Regions from separate parts of the Ovis aries genome. Here region 1 is linked to region 2. A link is a contact called in public Hi-C data. All regions are on one chromosome and are shown on one strand. The core of a region is the stretch at or near the end of the contact, and the rest is flanking DNA. Distances in the headings are between cores, read along the strand shown.

Evidence for each region. Hi-C and Micro-C count contacts between places; a contact is called where the count stands out from the background.
Region 1: a Hi-C map of liver shows a contact between it and region 2, with 4 times the contacts expected there. The contact joins the promoter of KCNJ3 here to the enhancer-like site in region 2. A contact is called at or near these places in 4 of 16 Hi-C or Micro-C datasets (liver, mixed tissues and skin fibroblasts).

What each region holds. Positions count from the first base shown.
Region 1 is chr2:154,792,074-154,795,750 of ARS-UI_Ramb_v3.0, forward strand. It overlaps KCNJ3 (potassium inwardly rectifying channel subfamily J member 3), which reads right to left and starts at 1,402. Exons shown (of 3, transcript XM_060411148.1): 1 at 221-1,402. The coding sequence starts at 922.
Region 2 is chr2:154,755,655-154,759,190 of ARS-UI_Ramb_v3.0, forward strand. All of the region lies in intron 2 of KCNJ3 (potassium inwardly rectifying channel subfamily J member 3), which reads right to left. Among named protein-coding and RNA genes, the nearest start is that of KCNJ3, 36 kb to the right of the region's middle. Within about 2 kb of position 2,272, at least 4 of the 54 cell types and tissues checked have an H3K27ac peak or open chromatin away from gene starts, as enhancers often do. A contact at or near this core is called in liver, where this site is marked.

The DNA.
Region 1 (3,677 bases), core at 152-2,651, 36 kb after region 2:
GAATATAAATAAGAATAAAACAAACAACTGCAAGAGAATGGGTGGGAAAAGAACAGAACTGTCGACTGTACTCTGTTTGCCCCATCCTCCACCCCGAAGAAACAAGTTTGCCTGTAGCGTAAGACAGACTAGGAGCCTGAGGATAGCTCTCACGTGGGTTAATTCCCCCGAGCGTGAGGAATGGCGGCCGCCAGGTGGGGAGGGGGCGGATAGCACTTACTTTGAGCAGCTTACAGCGGATCTGCGCGGAGACCATGTGGCTGTTGCGCAGGTTGCCCACTCGGAACATGAGCGTGAGTTTCCCGTCCCTCATAGAGATCACCGCGTGCTCGCTAAACATCAGGGTCTCCGCGCGCTTCTTGGGCTGGGACATCTTGATGAACATGCAGCCGATGAGGAAGGCGTCCACGATGGAGCCGAGAATGGACTGGAATAGGAAGAGGATGATGCCCTCGGGGCACTTGTCGGTGATGTAGCGGTAGCCATAGCCGATGGTGGCCTCGGTCTCGATGAAGAAGAGGAAGGCCGAAGGGAAGTTATAGACATTGGCCACGCAGGGCGTGTAGTTGCCGACGTGGGCTTTGTTCAGGTCGCCCCGAGTGTAGGCGATCACCCACCACATGGACGCCATGAAGAGCCAGGCCACTGTATAGGTGAGGATGAAGATGAAGAGGTTCCAGCGCCACTTGAGGTCCACCAGGGTGGTGAAAAGGTCCGAGAGGTAGCGGCTCGTCTCACTGCCCAGGTTGCCGTGTTGGACATTGCACCGGCCGTTCTTGTCCACGAACCGCTGTCGCTTCTTCTTGGGCACAAGCTGCTGCTGCGGGCCCTGGCCCGGCCCCTGGGGCTGCAAGCCCGAGCCGCTGGACGAGGTGGTCACTACCTGGTAATCGTCCCCAAATTTCCTTCGGAGTGCAGACATAATACGGAGGGGCGAGCCAGATTCAAACGCGAAGCGAAGGCGCAGGAGCCGAGCGCTGCAAACCAGCACCAATAAGGAGGTGGGGGCGGGAGAGAAAGGGGGGACCAAAGCCGGCGCGCCTGGGGTGGGGGGCGCACCCGGCGGTAGCTGCGGTCTCTGCCCCCCGCAGACGTCTCTCCTCCCCTGGGACGGAGGCTTTCTCTCCACGCTGAGTCTTAAAACCGAAAAAAGTGTTCTCCCACACTCAAGGCAGGAGGGCTGCGAGGACCACGAACCCAAGCGCGAATTCGCCTCCAAGCTTTTCCAGGCTTCTCCTCTCTGCCCCCACCACCGGCATCCCAGGGCCACCTCTCGCTTTCTCACAGCCCCCCTGACTATCCTGCCGCACTCCCAAACTGACTGCTTTAAAATTAACGAGTTGACCAGCGTGTTCCTCCCCACCGGCCAACTCGCCGGGTTGCCCAAGCAGCACTACCTGCTCCGACCAGACCCTCCCCCCCCACCCCGCCGCTCCCAGCTTGCCCGCCACCCCCCCACCCCCCGGGACGGCTGCCGGCTCCCTCCGGCACTCCCGCCTCCTATCTTTTGGCCCAAATCCCGCCTAAAGGCATCTCTGCCCGGGCACGGGTGCAGCAGTCCCTACCCACGTCCTCCCGGCTCAGAGTCCCCTCTCCGGACTCTAGAGACGCGTCCGCCTGCCGTCCGCGGGCCGCGGAGTTTCCGCGGGCGCCACCAGGGCCCCCCCGCCGCCCCCGCGCCCGGCAGAGACGTGGCTGTGCGCTACCGCCCGGCACTCACCCGAAGGGAGAGGGCAGGAGGCGGCACCGCGGGCAGCAGCGGCCGCAGGGCCTCGCACTCTGCCCTCAGGGCTCTTCTCGCCTCCACTTTTCCCCGCGCACCACGATGGGCGCCAACGCCGGTCCCCCAAGCTCCGCGCCTTCCTGGGGGCACCGCGCGGCCCCCACAGGGAGGATCCTGGTGCACCGGTCACGGGAAGACTTGGGAGAGGGACTCGAGGGTTCCTAGGCACCGCCGCGCTCTCCTGGCTGGCGACAAAGGTGCTGCTGAAGGGGGTCTGAGCTTCGGGATTCGGGTCAGACTCTCAGGTGAAATATCAGCGCCGCTCCAGCTTTTCCTCGGCTTCACGGCGCCTGCCTTTTTCCTCTTCCCTCCCTGGCCCCCCACTCCTGGTCCGCGTCTCTGCGGCCCGGGTGGGAAGGAGCGAGGCGCGAGCCGGGGGCGGCGGGAGAGTGGTGTGTGTGCGGGTGCTTGTGATCCGCTGCAGAGCCGCGCTAGCCCCGCCTGTCCTGCTTCCCCCGCTGTTTCACCAGCCTGAATTGCACCTCCGCGCCTCAGTTGAGCCTGCAGTGTCTGGCAGCTCAGGAAAAAGCTAGCCCCTCCAATGAGATGCGACTCTAAATCTGCTCCCCAAAGCCAGCCAACTCTTCTTCCTCGCCCCTCTGCATCAGGCAGAAACCCCCCAACAAGCAGGAAAGGCTTCTCTTTGAAACGGGAGAAGTATAATGTGTCTGTATAACTAGGGCTCTCCTTTACACGGATGCCTGGGTTTAAGGATGCACCATAAAGAGAGACCGCAACTGGCTTCGTGATAAGCCTGTTCAGAACTCAGAGCTCCAAGTAGCAGAGGAGGCTCAAGATGGGAACAGAAGAGACGGGAGACACTCCTGGGAGAGCTCACAGTCCTGCCTGAGAATGGCTCTACTAGAAAGGCTTACAATGTCCGGAGTTAATGTGTGGCTGTAATTGACGGATGAAGGCTGGATGAAGGCCTGGCAGGTAACTTGATGGAAGGGCAAAGTGCAGAAATAGCTAATATAGTGCCCATGTGGAAACATCAGTTTGTTTACCACATTTCATGTTTGTTCTAAGATGCCATGGTCTCATGGCATATTCCATTCAGTCCAGATCCATAAAATTGAATTGTTGGAAAATCATCAAATCATGAAATACAAGGGACTGCTGTAAGACTCCCAGGCAAAGGAAAATGAATCTTTCTACTAATTCTCCTCCAATAGGTGCTCTCTTCTAATTCTCTCTCAACCTTAGTGCAGGTCAGCCATAAGTAGAGGACTCTTGCCCTGTGGTTTGGTTAAAATCCCTACCCCAGGTTACAGACTTCTGCAGGCTCTCTGATAAGAGGTCAGTGACTGATTCTTTAGGATTACATAAGAAGGGAAAGTGACCCTGTGGGAAGTGGAAACTTCTCTGGGCCTGGATCATAGACCTGATTTGAGTTTTGGCCCTGCTGTTTACAAACTGTGTGACCCTGAACAAGTTGCACAAGACATCTTTGACCCTCAGCTTTCTATTCTGGAAAATTGGGAGTTTGAACATTTTCCCAAAGTTGATACCTGAAAAGGAGAATGAATGTGGTTTCATTAACACTTATAGCTGCAAAGGATGTCATAGACTGGGCTGTAAAGTTGCAATGAGGCCAAGAGATGAGGAATGAGTGTTTGGAGTTGGTCTCAAGCTGTGAACTAGCACATATTCTCCTCTCATCTCTGACTGCTCTCCTCCTAAGTCATGATGCCCTTGCCAGGCTGGCTTCTTTCAAATCCTGAAACCCACTGAGCCATCCTTGGACTTTCGTTTATCTGTGTTCTCTTTCTGAAATGTTCTTGCCATGGCACTCCATGTTGCTGATTTCTTCAATCATTCACCTCAGCTTGAATGTGTCCTCCTTAAGGAGCTCTTTCACTAGCCTCTCAGCTACCCCCTATCACATCAACTT
Region 2 (3,536 bases), core at 1,022-3,521:
ACAAACACCAATAAATAATCCAAAGAAAAGAATTAATAAAAGAAGTACCATAGGTGAATATTTTAATTTAAAAAGTACCATAGGTGAATATTTTGTCAACTTCAAATTTTACTTCACCCCAGGAAACCCTAATTATCCACTCATATTTCATTTTATTCTAAGGCAAACTGATAAGGAGATTTTCTTCCCATCAGCCAGTGTTTTCTATTTCTAAACCTCACTGCTTCTCATTTCTACTTACAGAGAAAAAAACTCACATACATGCCTATAAGACACAAAACCACCTTAGTCAATTGCCAAATGCAAATGAAAATACTCAATTATTTCCCAAATATCAACATAAAGGCAGAAAGAACATATCTGTTAAAGCATACATTGCAGCTTATATCTTGAAGTATAGCCTAAGTACTGGCCAGTATATTTTTGTGTGCATTCTCCCCAAGACTTAATTTTGAGGCCCTATAAATTAAGAGGTTTTACAATCTGGCAGGTGAAAATAAGAACAATCCCTGTCAGGTCCCTCTAACCTTTTCAGTGGTTCTTTCCCTCACCTGAGGTAGTTCCCATGCACATGAATCTGAAGACTGCAGACCTCAGCAGATCTCCAAAAGTCAGTCTGTGTGCATCTCTCCTCTGGAATGTTCCACCACTTTCATCTCTCTGGGTTCCCCGCTCTTCCTTTCACCCAGGGAAACCCTCAGGCTCCACTGGCGCTCTCTCCCTGCACCACAGCCTGGAAGCTGCACAGGGGTCAAGCAGGGGCAGTCACAGGCTCACTCACCTCACTTGTTTCTTGTCTCAAGAATCACAGCCTCTCCATGTTTAATATCCAATGTCTTGAAAACTGTTGTCTAATACAGTGTGTTCTTTTTTAGATGTTTCAGGCAAGATAATATACTTTGTCAATCTATCTTTGCAGGATGATGATGATTTAGTAGCTCGGTCAGATATCTGTTTTTCTTCTTTAAAATGTATAGTTTTAAGAGTAAGAGTCTGTTCTTTCCTCCTCCCCACATTCATTATTCTTTACCATTTCTTTTGCTTCAGTAAATATACACTGTAAACCCTCAGACTTGGCAACCTGAATCAGACTGGCCACAAGCAGAATTCAATCTTTAGGTCTTTTCATTTTGTTTTGTTTCTTCATACTTAGGACCAGTGACCCTGTCACTTTCTCCTACTTCTTATGGCTTTGAGGATCTCTTACTTTTATAGGGTTTTTTTGTTGTTGTTTTTCCTTTTTTGGCTGTGCAGTGCAGCTTGCAAGATCTAGTTCCCTGACTAGGAACTGAAGCCTGGCCTCCGCTCAGAGTCCTAACCACTGGACAACCAGGGAAGTATCCAGGGCCTATTAGTTTTGAAACAGCCTCAGGTTCTAGACATTAAAGTGACCTGCACTGAGATCTGCAATAACTAAGTTTATGACTTATTATACCAACCAGTGAAGTTCAGGAAAACCTTATATAGTTTATAGCAACAAGAGAGAAAGAAGCATAGGAAACAGAAACTCCAAGAATTATTCAGAAGACACTGCGAATTTTCAAAGAGTAATGCCACACACATGGTACACACTGGCGTAGGACATTCATAGAGACACAGTAGCCTTCTTCTAATAGTCAAAACTTATAACTTAAAAATCAGAATTGAGTTTATTATTTACTTCATTGTATCAAATTAGAAGGATAGAGCTAAAATTCTTAAGCCAAACTAGAATATATTTCTATGAAACAGTCCAGGACCTGTCACTAAAATCAAAATTTCACAGTTTTCTTTTGCTTCTCCTAAAAGATAATATAGGGGAAAAACTAAGTGATACACAATGACTTTACAAAATGTAACTTTGACTATTCTGAAGGAAATAAATACAAAAATGTTAAATAAATGAAGCCATCGATAATAATATACAAAGAAAAACAATTCTCAGAGCAATTGGCACTATGTCTATATATGCCAAGTTTCACTTTTAAAATGGACTTCTCAATATTCAAAAACATTTTGTACTTATATCAATAATTCAAGCAAATTAAGTTAACTACATTCCAGATGAAAACAAAATAATGTAGGATTTTACTAAGCGTATTTCCAGGGTCTCCCTTCATGCTTGGAGAAAAACTGCCACAAAATTAGGCCTCTTCTTTACCCTGGAAGGCTGACTGCCTTATAATCTCAGGTGGTTTGTGTCAACAAGAACACAGATAACATACTCACTCCTGTGACCTGGAGACAGACCACAACTGGGTGCAAAGTCCAGTAAGCTAAAGCCAGAGCTATTACTTGACTGAACATAAACAGAACCTGCTTAATGAACAACCTGAATGCGAGGTGAACAGGAAAAAAAAAAAGCTTCCTTTTTCTCTACTTAATTCCTTTTAGTTCACTCTGTTGGCTCCTGATTCTTCAATGAATGACAACATCTCAGTTTCCATGGAAAGAATCATATCTTTGCTGATCATGACAATTCACTTTTACTACTAAATGGCTCAGTCTTGTCTAAAATCAAACTTCAATGTCACTTTATTTTTTTTTTAATCCAAATAAGCAGGGGCATATGGTCTGATCCTTCCCTCTCTCCATCACCTCTCTCATCCTTTTTCCACCTGCTAGTTCTGCAAAATTGGAAAGGACAGTAGGAAGAGAGATTCGAGGCAGAGGAGCACAACACTGACAGCTCTTTAGTTTCACCTGGTTAACACCAGTCAGTTGTCTAGATAAGCTGGCTGGTTTAGTCTCTAAATCTGTATAAGGAAAGTAGATTTCAAGAAACAAAATGTCTACATATCAATAGGTTAAAGCAAAAATCAATACTAAAGCTTTTACTTGCTTGCTTTTTTCAATATCATGGTGGTGAAACTTAGCCTCTGTTTTCTAGAAATGCACTAAACATCTGATTTATTTTCCACTTTTAAAATGAATCACTCATAGAAGCTAAATGTGTTTTTGTACTTTCTATCCTTGATTAATCCCTGATACTTTCAAGTGATATGTAAATAATACATGCTTTTGAATGATATCTTGCCAGATTGTTCTTAGCAGGCCTAGAGCTACACACTGAATTTTGATGGGCAGTTAGTGAAATAATGCAAAGAAGGCAGAAATGAACAGCTAATGAGCTACTTGGGATGCCAGCCTGGCACTGCATCCAAGAAAAACTTCAAACCAAGTGGTGATACAGAGGGAAAAATAATTGATGAAAGCCACAAATCTTTTTGAATCCTGTTCCAGAATATGACCCTGTAAGATGTTTTTATGTTTCTAAAGAGTCCATTGAAGCCTACCATTGTCTTTCATTTATCTAAATACCAGTAAGTAAGAAAAGTATGGACTGATATGAAGAAAAGGAGGTAAGGGCTGAGAAAGAGAAAAGCCCATAAATACTATGCTAATTAGGAAACAATGACAAATTCCAGAGCAACAAAATTGTCCTGGGATACCTAGGACATTTTGAAATTTAAAATACAAACATATGCAGAATTCAACACAGCAGACAAACTCACTTTCTATCAAGCTTTATCTCTACAAATAGTTTCAGAATGGTA